Linked DNA regions of Anas platyrhynchos: region 1 is linked to region 2. The links are chromatin contacts, called in public Hi-C maps. All regions are on one chromosome and are shown on one strand. Each heading gives the region's core, a stretch centred on a gene start, on an enhancer-like site or on the middle of the called end of the contact. The rest is flanking DNA. Distances are from core to core; before and after follow the strand shown. Region 1 holds the start of LOC101794181 (matrix metalloproteinase-27). Region 2 has its middle 37 kb from the start of DCUN1D5.

Region 1 (7,337 bases), core at 3,201-5,700, 110 kb after region 2:
AAATTGAAGACTTAAATAAATAATTTATGTGGACCTTGTTCTCACAAAATTCTTAAATTTGAAGCTTCAGTAACAATGCTATTTTATATTTGTCTTGTGCAAACCAATGCCACTGAACAATCAATCTAAAAGCTGTTTTAAACGTATATGTCTAAATTGATTATGTTTTTGGGGGGGTTGTTTTGTTTTGTTTTAATAGAGATCACCTACAGTCCTAGCAACAGAAGATTTAGAGGGAAATATAATACTTCTTTCTAGACAAGGTCTAAATTAAAAAATAAAAATTTGGGGCATATATTTCCTTCAAATGGGAAGGTTGTGAGGTAATTCCAGAATAGCTCCTCAGAGTTAGAGCAGGACCACCAATTCCTCTCTAGAACTAAAAATTAGGGGTACTCATTGGAGCAGAGAAAATGTTAAATGGGGTAAGGAGGTGGTTATTTTTTAAAGGAAAGAAAGAAAGACGAAGAAAGGGTAATTCACAGCCCATAAAGATGAAGAGTTTAAAGAGAGGAGAAAGTTATAACAACATATTTTTAGTCCACGCCTTTTGGCATGCTGTAAAGTTCTGATTTTCTGTTCCCGGGCACAATTTCAGGAACTTGTTTTGTAAACCTTCTTTGAGCAGGAAGACCAAGAGCTCAAAATGAAGTGATTTTTTTGAGAGAAAATTTCCCCCAAGCTTGAATGAGTGTATTTTTTCTTTTCTTGCATGATTGTAGCAATTGCTCCATTTCAGCCAGATAGAAGGACAGATGGTACAAGCTCCTGGCACAAGCACCAGTTCCAGTAAGTCTGACTCTGGTTGTCATTACCTGGTATATCCATGCAATTACCTGCTCTTTTGATAAGTTCATGGTCCTATTTGCTAATTACGTTAGCAAGGTAGAGTACTGTACCTCTCCCTAGTGTTTGTTATGTTTTTTGGTTTTTTTGTGTGTGTAGACCCCATTGCTATTAACTGAGACAGATTCACCCAGGGAGGTATTAAATTGTCTAAATATGTGTTTAGTGCACTGGTATCCAAGATGACCATGCAGGTATGAAACAGAACTTCTGGCAGATCAGCACTCCCTAAAGCTCCACAGAGCCTATGCTGTCTCTTGGCACCAATGTTTGGATGGATGAATCCTGACCTCACAGAGTGCAGTCTTTGCCAAGGGTTTGTTACGGATCTAATACATTATTTAAGACATTTGACATTGTCCTATGATTTTCACTCAAGCTGAGTAGTCACCTTTGTTGAATCCACGGTCAGATTGATAGGACAAGGGGTAATGACTTTAAACTAAAAGAGGGTATGTTAATATAAGGAAGAAATTCTTCACAATGGGTGTGGTGAGACACTGGAATGAGTTGCCCAGAGAAGTTGTGGATACCCCACTCCCAGAAGTGTTCAAGGCCAGGTTGGAAGGAGCTTCGGTCAATCTGGTGTACTGGGTGACATCTCTGCCCATAGCAGGGGGGTCAGAATTATATGATCACTATGGTCCCTTCCAACCCAAACCATTCTATGCTTCTACTATTGAGCCTGAAAAGTAGTGGCTCATATAAGCTACTTGAACAGGTATCTAGTACCATTAAGTTGCCTGAATTTTTCCACATGGCCTCCCAATGCCAGACTAGGAGCCATGTGTCCCCTCTAGGTCCTGGGTCACAGCCACCTGTGTCTATGTCTCAGGTTCACTAGACTCTCAAGAGAACAACACACCATTGTTTAGGCAACTAAATTGAAGCCTAAGAGTTTTCATATGATCTCAGGCTTAGGCTCCCATGATGGTCAATGGTGTTGGTCAAGACATTTGGTGAGCTCCTGAGAGCTGTATAGATCATCCTCTGTTTACATCTTACATGTGGTCAGAAGAAATGCTCTGTAGATGTCATCTGACCATATTTATTAGATTTCTATTGATATTATGCAAGCCTAGACAGTTAACTCACATAGAGACACCCACAGTGTGAACTCTTAGGAGATCTAAATCCCTGATTGTATCATATTAAGATGACCATGATGCAGTGGTATTGAGGATTGCTATAGCTCTCTGTGTAGTGTCACTTGGTACTAGTGATGTGGCAAGGACAGCCACTGACCTTTCTAAGTTAAAACTTGGGTCACATAGCCGCAGTCTGGATGAAACCTATTCTAGGAAAACAAAGGAGGTCACTAGGCATAACATCCTCTAATTCTAACCAAAGCTAAAGATAAGAAGAAGGAAACTACAACCAACAGCTGTTTCACAGCTACTTCTTCTCTCAGACCTCAAGGCATGCTATAGACAAATTTGTGTAACATCTTTCATGAGAAACTGCATTTAGACTTCTCTCCCATGAGTAGTGGGAACTGGCTGCTGTGTTATGCAGGTGGTCAAGAAGCAAAAACCTTACACAGGCTTTGAGTAATGTAGGACTCCATCACCTGGCACACAGGTCTCTTCTGAGCAAATACTAATGTAGCTTGAACTATTAGCTGAAGCTAGAGGCATAGTCTAAATTAGTTGTTAAGCTGTTCTACATTCAGTAAAGACAGCAAAAGAATACCTGAAAAGCGCAGTTCATCCCATCCTAAGACATCTGGCTCAGTCACTCTCTAGAGAGACATATTTCTCCATTATCTATGGACAAATACTTAACTAATAAATGTGTAAAACTAGGTGCAACAAATCTTATCCTAGCTGTTTTCGCTGTCTCTGTCCTTTCACTGCTGTACAGCAGATAGCTGTGGGAACTGATAGCCAACCACAGCAGGAAAAAAGATAATAAATTTTCCCGGTTCATATCAAATCTCAAAATACTGCCTTGATTTTTTGCAAAATTAAATTGACAACAGCCAAAACACCTTTTCCAAAAGGATACTCTAATGCCATTGGTAATTACACTTTGTGCAAAAACAACTGTTTTTGTTTTTGTTTGTTTATTTGTTTGTTTTGAGACCTTTGACATGTATACAGTCAGATGGTAATGTCTTCTAGCTTTAAAACCATTGAGGCTACCAAATATTTCAGTTTTAAAATGGAAAGAAGAGCTCAAAAAAAAAAAAAAAGCATTCTGTATTTCTGGACAAATGCACATGGAATTTCTAGTTTCAGTTCTGTGATATTCCCTATTTCAGAAAATTTGTTGTCACAGTTTGTACCTCAGTAACAGAACTAAAAGGGATCCATGGGTCTTGGGTCTCTTACCTTATCACAATAAAATGATAATAATGACAAATTAAGGGAGGTAGGTGTTTTTATTATTATTATTATTATTATAGCTGAGAAATACTGTTAACAAGAAAGTTTAACAAACAAGGGTAGATTGTGAAATTTGGGCTAGAAAATTCGTCATTAATGTCTCCAGCCGGAGAAAAGTTGGCTGCAAGTGACAGCAAAAAGCCAGAAATACGGAAACAAGGATTTTCCCGAAATAAAAAAAAAAGCCGCAGTCCAACACAAGGATATTTCTTATAAGTCTTTCGTAAATGTTGAGCACGCACTGTCAGATCTCCTTGGAGGTCCCAAACACCTTCAGCTCCCATTGCTACCAGTGAAAGAGGAAGGTGCTTGGCTGGCACAGGATGAAACCCTAAAATTTGTCACAGTTTGTATGACTTTAAATTTCCTTTATTCTGAATTACTTAAGACAGGAAATAATCATTTCCCCTGTGGTTATTGTGGTTAAACTGAAGAAGCCTTTCATGATGAAAAGGCAGATAGACAGATAGATTAGATAGATAATTGATAGAAAGATAGATAGCAACATAATAGATAATTGATGAAAGAAATATAAGGATAGAAAATATAAAGAATAATAAAAGGAAATATAAGGAATAATAAAAGGAAATAAAAGGAAAGAAAGAAAGAAAGAAAGAAAGAAAGAAAGAAAGAAAGAAGTGTAAGATTATTCACATCCTTAAGGCTTTTTTATAGTGTAAGGTCTTTTTTGTTTATGGATATCTTGAATTTTACCACTATAATTTAAAGAAAACACACAGCCTTTCCAAAGAGTTTCAGGCAAGAGAAGGTGAGTGAGACTTTGTTCTATTTTCTAAAACAAACATTCTCATTTACTGGATAAATTTAATGAAAAAAAAAAAAATCCTAGAAATGGCAGTAATTTGTCCCAAAGTTTTAATTTCTTGGATGGGGTGCCCATCTGGTGCATGACTCCTATTCTCAGACCAAGAGTGGATAACACTCCCTCTACATTTGGAGGTCCCATTTCACACAGGTGGACTGGGACAACCACTGTGCTCCATTGCATCTGACATGAAATTGCTCAGATTCTCTAAAATTCTGTCTAACACATCTAAAATTGAGTGCCAGGTTTGAAATGGTGGCCAAGCAGCTCAGGAGTATTCAAGTACTAACTGATTTCAGATGGCTGTGAAATCGGATGGGTTTAATTAAGCTATTGTGTCAGCCAGCACAGTGTTATAGGATGTCTGGAGGTAATCAGAGCACGGTAGACTCTGAGTCAGTCTCCAGCTGACTCTACAAAGCATTCTATAACCATACTAACTGGAATGTGAGGGACGATGCACACAGAGCAGAAAGCAGACTGCTCTCGTATGAGGATGGAAAGGAATTTAAGAATGAAGAAAATTTTGCTTTTTCTTTTACTGTGTGCTGCTGTTTCTAATGCTCTTCCTGTCCACCCAGAGAAAGACAACAAAGAAGATGCAAAGCTTGTAGAGGTAACTCTGTTGTCCGTATCTGAGATCTACAGCCCTTTCCTTTTAGATGTAATCTGCATGTTCTAGCTTTGCAGCAGTTTGCTGTCTTTCTGAGGCAATGCTATTACACAGAATTCTGTTGCCCAAACTTTATTAAAGTAGGATAATCGGTAGAAACTGGAAATGTCAAGTGAATAAGAATCAGAGAAAATTTTGCCTGTTTCTGTTTAACTGTGCTCCTCAGGAAAACAACTCTTGTGCTCTGAAATCATAGGCAGATGATTCTACTAGCACAATACACAAACAATATCAGTCCTAAGGTATGTATTTAAGAAACAGACCAAAATGTGAAATGTGTTTGCTTTTTTTTTTTTTTTTTTTTTTTTTTTTTTTCATTAGGACTATTTAAATAAGTTCTATACTGTTGAACCAGATCCAAATCAGCTTGGATGGAAAACAAATGCTGAATCGACAGCTGAAAAGCTCCAGAAAATGCAACAATTTTTTGGTTTGAAAGTGACTGGAAAACCAGACACTGAGACATTAGAAATGATGAAAAAACCCAGGTGTGGAGTTCCCGATGTGGGTCTTTATGGTGTCACTCTGCCTGGGTGGAAAAAAAACAAGCTGACTTACAGGTAGTATTTCCATAATTGTGTTTCTGTGTTTATATTGTGGTTTTGTGGGTATCCATATTTGTTATATTTAAATATAACTTCTATAGCAACTGTTTCCATCTGGGAACACAAAAATGTTTTTGTTTCTCCAGCTGTTAGCTAAGTATATTCCTGAGAAGAATCTCTGAGATTCAAGCTGGGTATTTTACATTTTATGAGTCAACTATAGTATTTTGCCTGTCTTGTATCACTCCTAACTAATATTCTGCGAGCCAAACAGAAATATCAGTTGCACCCTGTGCAAACCCTCACATCTTCAAAATTTGCTAACACCAACAGCTTAGTCACACGATCACAAGGAGACAATTTTCCTCATGCTCAAGAGACCACCCCCTGGATAAAGGCCATTTGGAGAAAAACTGATACTGTGTAAACAATTATTTTTATGCAAAAGACATGTTGGGCGGTTATTATGTTAAACTTACTCAGTCCAAGATCAGTTTGGGGAGCTATTGGATTACAGGGTAAATTGCTTCTTATACATCTCTGTTCATCATCTTAACAATATTAGATAATTTTTTTTGTAACTGTAGAATCATGAACTATACACCAGATATGAGCAAAGACGATGTGGATAAAGCCATCCAGAAGGCATTTAAAGTGTGGAGCACTGTCACCCCACTGATTTTCACTCGCATTCATGAGGGAATAGCAGATATAATGATTGCTTTTGGGACCAAAGGTAATGCACTAACTGCAAACCAGTGGTAAGACTAATTTAAAGATTTTTCCAGCTGTCATGACATAAACTCAATGTTATTTCAACATCATATTATTTAGCTCATGGGCATTGCCCTCGTTATTTTGATGGCCCCCTTGGTGTCCTCGCTCATGCCTTTCCACCTGGCGATGGTTTTGGTGGTGATGCACACTTCGATGAGGATGAAGATTGGACCACAGGCTCAGATGGTATGTAACAAAAGGTATCTAAAGTGTTATGACAGTGGTAAATCCCTTTATGACTTTATTTAGGTGAAGGATACACTGAGACAAAGCACAGCACTATCAGTTCAAGGATATTGCAGACCATCCTCAAACAGGAATACTTAAAATGTCACGTGAAAAACAACCTGATCTACTCTAGACCATATTTGCCACCAACAAAGGTACCAACAGGACAACCCTTTTCAGATATCAGTGCTACAGACTTGTGCTGCTCTTACCTGGGGGTCAGTGGGGCCCATCCCCACCAAAGCTCTACAACCCGTGGTAAAAGCTGGCTCTTTTTCCCCTCCTGGTGCACATGCTGGTACCAAGCCTGCACCAGCACACCCTGCAGAGGCAGCACATCGTGCCTTGCAGCAGCCCTTGCAGGAGGTTCCCTCCATCTGAAACTCATCTGAGCCACCAGTGATAACAAAGTCCTCACCAATAATATACCAGATAGGTCCCACTATATTTCTACTTTTACAGCCAGCAGCTGGGAGTCTGAACATGTCATTTTGGCTGCCCACAGGCTGAGATGCAGGGTGGAGAGTTGACTACAAATGTGTGCCACTAGCCCCATAAACAGAGGGACATCAGGTGTTCAACCATCCACCTGGAACCCTCCTGCTCCCCTCAAGTCCCTGGCTGGCCATACAGCATGTACTGCCTCTGACAGATCTGTCACTGCAGGGGCATGTTACCCTGTTGTATTTTAAACCCTTCACTCATCCACTTTTTGTGATGGAAAACAGCAGAGGGAAACTGCACTGCAGGAAAAACAAGGAGCTAACAAACAGGACGGTGTTGCAAGAGTACTGCACAAGGAGGAGAGATGTGGGCTTATTGTGGCAGGAAAAAAAAAAAAAAAGAGCAAGGGTTGATGGCTGGACTTCCATGTAGACAGAATGTAATGTTTCCCCCCACACTGGGAATGAATGGGTCAACCCCAGCTTTGCTATTGTTCCTCAACAGCGTGACTCCAGCAGTGATGTATTGCAGAACTTGTTGGAGAGCTTAGGAGGCTCGTGAGAAGGGAGCACAGGAAACGTGTGTGGAAACTTGAGGCTTTGTTTGTTTTT
Region 2 (7,156 bases), core at 642-3,141:
CTAAAAAATCTGAAAATCTGTTGGTCTCAGTCAATTCTGTCCCAGCCCTGCTGAAAATGCTTCCTCCTGATCTCAGACCATTATCTTTCTTTATTGTTAATATTTTAAAAATACAATTGACAAGACCGAGTGTGATCCAGATGTAATCCTTTTGTATGCACAGGCCTGAGTTTTCCTACAATTGGCCATAACTTTAGCCTCATTTTCTGCCAAGACTACATAGCTCCTGAATTGTCCCCTTCCTGTCAAAACACTTTTTTTTTTTTAACTGGATGAGTTCCCATTCTCACCACACTCCACAACCACACACAGTAAACCCAAGTCACAAGGAAACACAGTGGTGCCACCCAGTAGCAAACCATGGAATTACACTGGGAGTGAATGAGCCTTAAAAGTCTCATGACAATTCTTTGTTCAGGGTTTACAATCGTGGTCTTTCCTTTTGTTCTAGAAAAAATAAATCCCTAGTATGTATTGGGAAAGATATTCCCCTGTTATGACTATAAAGAAGTTATTACAAATAAATTAATGAAATTACAAGCAGACTGATGGAATTACTCAATTTTGTTTCAGCAGACTACAAAAACAAGTTTGTAAATTGTCTGTTTTTCATCTTATATCTTCTTTCCAATCTGAAAATGTAGTTCTCAATCCCATTTTAGATATTATATCTGCAAACAGGAGATGAAAGAGAAAAAGACTGATAAACCATGTTAGTCAAAAAGATTATATATCTCTAATAACTATGTAGATTCCTTATAGTAGTGAACTGTGATAGGACAGAAATTTATGATTATTTATGTACAAATATATTTTTATTGATGTTCAATAGATAAAATACCAATCTAAAGAGAAGGTGTTTAATATCCAATAAAGGCCCTCTTGCACATCTGTTGACCCTAATTCTCTGTAGAACTTCACCCCTCTGCAAAATCTTCCTCCTATTTCAGAATTTTTTTTTCCAATTTTAAGTTTTCATAATACCTATTGAAATCATACAAGACCTTGCCCTGTAACTCAGATGTATAAGGGCATTAGTGTTATCACTAATGTGATTAGTAAACTCTAATGTGTTTAATTCTTTATGGCCTTCTGTTATTGACTGATTTAGAACAGCACAAATATCAGTAATTTTATGTTCATGTATTATCTTTTGCTGAAAATAGATATCACCTCTGGTACACAGAATAATTAAATGTCATCTATAACCCTCGGTAATTACAGTCCAGTGACTCGAAATATAATGTAGTTTTTAAATCATCAGGTAATCAAATAGGGAAAAAGAAATCTTTGAAATCTTTGTTCTTGCTAGTATCATTAGTCCTAAAGCATTGCAATAGTTATTATCATTTAATACAGTCTTTTAACTCCATCACATTTTGGATTCTGTTAAAGAACAGAAGTTTGAGTCATTGTATGTCTGAATTGGTAAATGGCCATGGGTATCCATCCTGGAACATTTGTAGCCTCAGACAAAAACTTGTGATTTATCTAAAATGTCAACTTCTGTTAGCCAAAGTATCTGTGGGATGATTAACCTGTATTTGTGGCCCAGCTGCTACAGGCTGAGGACAGCATACCACCCTGAGTCAGTAGTTTTATATTCCCTGTGGCTGCAAAAGCTCATCCTTGCGGTCAGTATTTACGCTGCTCAAATACCTATATTTATAAGTAAATTGTTTTAAATGGGCATTCAGTTTTGCATACTTGGATTTTAACTATGGACTCTGTACGCTGGACCTGAATCCCTGCTTCAGATGGTTTTCAAGCTCCTTCATAAGCTACAGACCTGAAAAGAGCAACATCTGGACTTACGACTGCTCATAACCTGTGCTGAGGTAAGTAACTGGCTTGACAACGTAGGAACTGCTGAGTAGAGTTTAACAGCTGCTTTGCTGCTTTAAAACTGTCTGTTCCTTTCTTTATCATTAATTTCTGATGACTAGTGACGCATGTGAGATATGGGGTTTTCATATCCATTTTTTTTTTAATGTTCTTGTTTTCTAATAGACCGTAAATATTTCCTTCTTGGAATGCAAAAAATATTTCCAGTGGAGGACAAAACAAAGAAAGTTCAAGGTATCTCAGAAAGCAAGGTCTGATGTTTCATCAGTTATTTTTATTTTTTTTTTATTTATAGGTATTTTGAGTTCATTACCAGGATATGAATCATGTGTTGTGTTTACCAGTCTTTTTATTTCATTTTGTGACACAATGCAGACCATAATCCAGGACATCTGAGATTACAGATATTTCACCTTTCCAAATTTGGGGCTGTAGTCTCCTCTGCCATCACTATGCTTCCTCTTTAATATTAATGGCTTCACGCTGTTAATCTTTATTTGTTGTTCTTGGTGGAGACTTCAAATAGAAAGCACAATTACACTGTATTTTGTTCTGATTGTTTTATTTATATCTATTATAAAGTTATTTTATGCCAGTAATTAATTATGAAGCTACTCCGATATATCTAACTAAGAATAATTTATGAGACAAATCTTTCTCAGAAAAACCTCTCACTTTTAACATGCTCTTCTGCTGTGAATTACAACTAGAACATGCACAATTTCATATAACTAGAACCAGTTCTTCAAGAGAAATATAGAGAGGAAAACATGAACATGTGGGGAAAAGATTTCAAGCCATAAATCAGCTTTCTTTCTTTGTCTCCCTGTTGTGAAAAAAATAAATCCATAACTAAATCCACTAGCAAGACTGCTGCTTGATTAACTCTGCAGAAGTCTAGGACTATACTTGGGACAACTTGTAGTCTCTTTCACCTGAACATGAAGAAGTAATTCCATCAGATCTTTCTCTCTTGGTCTAATGACAATCATCATCCCAAATTAATTAATCTAGTCCATTTATGAATAGAATACACTGTTATCCTGTCTGTTTCGCAATTCTTCATCTTCCGATTGCCCTATGTTCTTAATACCCAAATCATAGAATATAGTATAGTTTGAAAACACATTCTCTCTTGTACATTTTCATACCTCAGGCCTGTCTAGCAACCCGGCTAATGTAAAATGTAGTCTTGAAAACTTTGTTCTGCATTAGAAGACTTCATATATTTGATACATATATATTTTGTAGACTTTATATATTTATAAGTATGGTGTGGGAGGCAGATAAATGTACATAAGAAAGTTCTTTGTCTGCTCAACTAACCATATAATCAGACCTTACAGTCTAAAGACTTTTTTCAATAAATATTTGCAATCTGAATTATTTTATTTAATGAGTGGTCTGTCTCTTGTTTTAGTGGTTACCTATTCAAAGGCTGACTTTGTGTTTCGCTATCTCATACTGCTATTTCATGTTGTTTTGTTTTTCTGGGTAGGAAAAGCTGTTTCTCCCTGACCTGTTTCTGCTAACCTATCTCCTCTGCACTGTATTTGGACTTATTTGACTTTTGTTTTTTGTAAAAAATCTAGAGATAGCTTGAATTAAAAATATCAGAACCTTGCATTAAAGTATTAGTTTGATCTTGCTGTACATTTAGACTCAGAAAGCTCTCATCATTAATGCCTCTTTTATGTGTACTCATGTCATCAGAAAGATTAGGATGAGCCCTTTGATTCCTTCACGTGGCTCCTGTCTTCAGTACACAGATCTATATACAGAAAATCCATTCAAAAATATAAACAAATTGGCTAGAGTAGACACGTTGAGATGAATATAAAATCTAGCTCCTGATCACTCTAAGGCCTGATTACAAAGTGTATGGCTATTGTGAGTATATTGCCTTTACTGGATGTGAGGAACTGAGTGCCAAAGTGACAAATCTGGCTGCCTGATCCATGCTGGTGCCAGCTCTGCTCTATCCTATCGATGAGAAGAAAAAACAGATAAGCTACCTGTCATTAGAGCAGATATTTTGCAGAGATCCCGATACTGGCAGCAGCAGAAATAAATTTAGGACAGAGAGATTTGTTTTTGTAGTGATTCTGGTGGTGCAATGCTTGCTGGCTGACTGGGGGAAAAAAAAAATGCCTTCTTTCTCAGACTGTACATAGTAGTAAACTGATAATGAATTTGAGTCTTGGAAATCTGTCATGTCGTTCAGATCTCAATGACGAGAGGTAGACGTGGTAATGAGGTAGATGTGGTGATGAGGTAGATCACACTCTGATTTCTGAGACAGAGGCTCCAGAAGTGCAACGCCCTTTGAGAGAACTTTGCAGATTGCTGACACAAACATACCACAGCTGAGTCAGATCCCACAGAATCAATAAAATCAATGCACATAATCACAAGGTTTATGCTATAATGCTGAGATATTAAAATGGGACATTTTAATGTGTCTTCTGATTTTTTATTTTTCTTCTTTCAGTTCTTGGTTTCTGTATTCAGCATACAGATGAAAAGAATGCAGGGTCAGTTGCTTTAGTTTAATACCAGACAAAGATTTCCTAGCAGTGGCTCTTTAGGCGGATATGGGGAAATTGTGATGATTTATTATCTGAATATGCTGAAGATTCTCAGAGCACAGAACCTCTAGTTAGACTATTGGGAACACTTCTGCATGACCTAGTGTGATTTTTTATGCTTAATTTCTAATACTTTATATATTCCCTAATTTCGGTGAGCTTTAGAGATATATTGGAATAAAATAGCAGTGGAGATGAAATAAAAAACTATGTTCAATACCTCTTTTTCAATTGTATCCACAAAGTTTTCCACAAAATAATACATAGGCATTGGAATCATGGAACAATAACTGAATTTGTCCCCAAAGGCCTTATTATGTAAGAAAAAAGACAACAGTGGACATGTAAATGTGTTTAAGTAAGAAAATGCCAGTCTTGGTAAGCATCACTTTTAACAGATAGATTAATGGCCTAATTCTTGTTTTTTGTTTTTTTTTTTTTGTTTTTTTTTGTTTTTTTTTTTTTGTCAATACCATAGCAAAGGGAACTGTGAAGGTAAACACTGAGGCAATTTTGATATGTATGGGAAAAGTTTTGTAGTCATAAGCATTGGCTTAGAGAAGGCATTAAAGTTCTCAAGGTGATCTAGCATGTGGTAAGTGGAGTACTGACAGCATAATAGGCTGCTTCAAAGTAGGGGAAGATTTGATTTAAGAGCTGATTTAAGGTAACAAATAAGGAGGACAGGAAGTGCTTTGGCAGTAGAAATACATCATTCTTATTAGGAGTCCTGAAGTGCAGGTGATTAACAGGAAGGATAAGATGGTCTTTCTGCAACGAATACAAGCGAGGTATCAAGGGGGACACTCCAACAAATGTATTTATTTTGAAATCCAAGTTTAGCATGCAGCTTTACATAGCATCTCTTGGGTTATTGGCTTTTCTTCGTAAGAAAACAGGATTGACCTCCTTTTACGGATACCTCTGTTGAAAATTTAATGAACTCAGGTTGAGTTGAAAAATATAATTTCAGGGTATATTATGTACTCTTTGTCTAACTGTAGGTGGATTTGTTCTAGCATCTTGTTATAACCTAGATCTGTACAGGTTCAGTATTTTGATACTGGAAGACTGGCCCTTGTTAGTTAAGATATGTGTCATCACACTGGAATCTAACAGCCTGCTCTATAAATCTGACTGACAAGTAAAGTTACCACTTGTGAGGACTTTGCTTTGGTCTGGATTGGTTTGGTTTCAGTCTGAGTCAGATAATACTCAAGCTTTTTTAACAAGTTGCTCCTGATACTTGGCAGCTACTCAGAGAAATCAACGTATCTGTAGCTTCATTGGTATCAGCAAAGAATGTTAATTCTGTTGTGTCACCTGTGAATTAGATTGTTTGGATAAGAGTAAGAGCACTGAGAGCATGTTGTAGAAACAGAAAATGTTTTCCATAAACAGTATGTTCCAAGAGAAAAAAAAAAAAAAAAAAAAAAAAGAGAGACAGAGAGAGAGTATTTTGTGCTAACTGAGCAGAATTTTCCCTATGACACATTTTCAGTGTCTGTATGGACTGGTTCAGAGAACCAGTATCAATGAGAGAGGGATCCAACATTCTTAACAAGATAGTCCTGAATATATATCTATATATTCCAATACATATATATTGGGAATGCTGTCTGTGTAGGACTGTGTTTGGAAATACACCTTTTATTTAATCACAAAATTATTTGAGTTACAAAGTCCTAGCACTCTACACCAATTCTGGTAAACAGCAGGAAAGTTGATTGCATTTTATTGGACATATATGTTCAATATAAGTTGTTTGAAAATACTAATATGAATAAATTAATTATATATTTCAGATACATCTTTTAAAACTGTTTATTGACTCTTTGCAAGTGATTTAGAAGTTGTTTAGAGCACTGCCTATCTACAAAGACTTGATAAAGCAGACTGAAGCATAAAGTAACATCATGTCAAATGGATCACTTGGCTAAAGGATTTGAGGTGAAAAAATGCCAACACACCGTTGTATCTGGGCAAAGTTTAGTTCTGTATTGCTTCAAAAAGACTGAACTTTGAAGAGTTTAATTTGAGCCTTCTTTGGTATGTAGTTCATTTAAGAGTTCTGCAGTTTGCTATCATGCTTCTAGTAATTATTTATTAACAGTTGTGGAAAATCCACTCATGACTCACAGAAAAGACCTCTGTTTTCAAAAGTCTGCAAAATACCTTACTCTTCATTGCTTAGGTAAACAAGACAGGGGAGTTCCCTGTCTCAATTGTCTCACAGTTTTTTAATAATCTAAAAATACTGTCTGACTTTCAGCCTCAGGCTTGAGTCATAGACTTAAGTCAATAACCATCAATTGAATCTTATCAAATCACAGGAGATTAGTTTCAATTCTCTTAGGTTAAAGTGGGCATGGTAAAAATTATTCCTGTACAGTTTGTTATTAGGCTTGGCAATGTAACAATTCATTTTATTTTTCCAGACATCTCTCATAAATATGGTGTTTACTCACTCACTCTATGAATCAATAGAGTGTCTGGCATAGAATTTAAACAGAGAAACCTACCAATAGTAAATCTATTTTGGGTGGTCAACTTGTTATTTGGTTGGAGCTGAGATACCAATACACTGTGATTATATAGAGATTGGATTGGGAAACAATTAGCAGTAGATACTATTCTATCAGATTGTCTGAAGAATTAAATTAAAAACTTCAGTTAAGCGTAGTGCATGAGAAATATTGAAAGATAAAATCGAGAAAGTTGGT

The links. Hi-C and Micro-C count contacts between places; a contact is called where the count stands out from the background.
Region 1: a Hi-C map of F5 follicle shows a contact between it and region 2, with 4 times the contacts expected there. The contact joins the promoter of LOC101794181 here to the enhancer-like site in region 2. A contact is called at or near these places in 4 of 8 Hi-C or Micro-C datasets (F1 follicle, F5 follicle, liver and 1 more).

The regions. Positions count from the first base shown.
Region 1 is chr1:192,518,443-192,525,779 of IASCAAS_PekinDuck_T2T, forward strand. LOC101794181 (matrix metalloproteinase-27) reads left to right here and starts at 4,451. Exons shown (of 10, transcript XM_005010498.6): 1 at 4,451-4,675; 2 at 5,054-5,292; 3 at 5,865-6,013; 4 at 6,112-6,240. The coding sequence starts at 4,517.
Region 2 is chr1:192,409,005-192,416,160 of IASCAAS_PekinDuck_T2T, forward strand. No RefSeq gene overlaps it. Among named protein-coding and RNA genes, the nearest start is that of DCUN1D5, 37 kb to the left of the region's middle. Within about 2 kb of position 1,892, at least 1 of the 8 cell types and tissues checked has an H3K27ac peak or open chromatin away from gene starts, as enhancers often do. A contact at or near this core is called in F5 follicle, where this site is marked.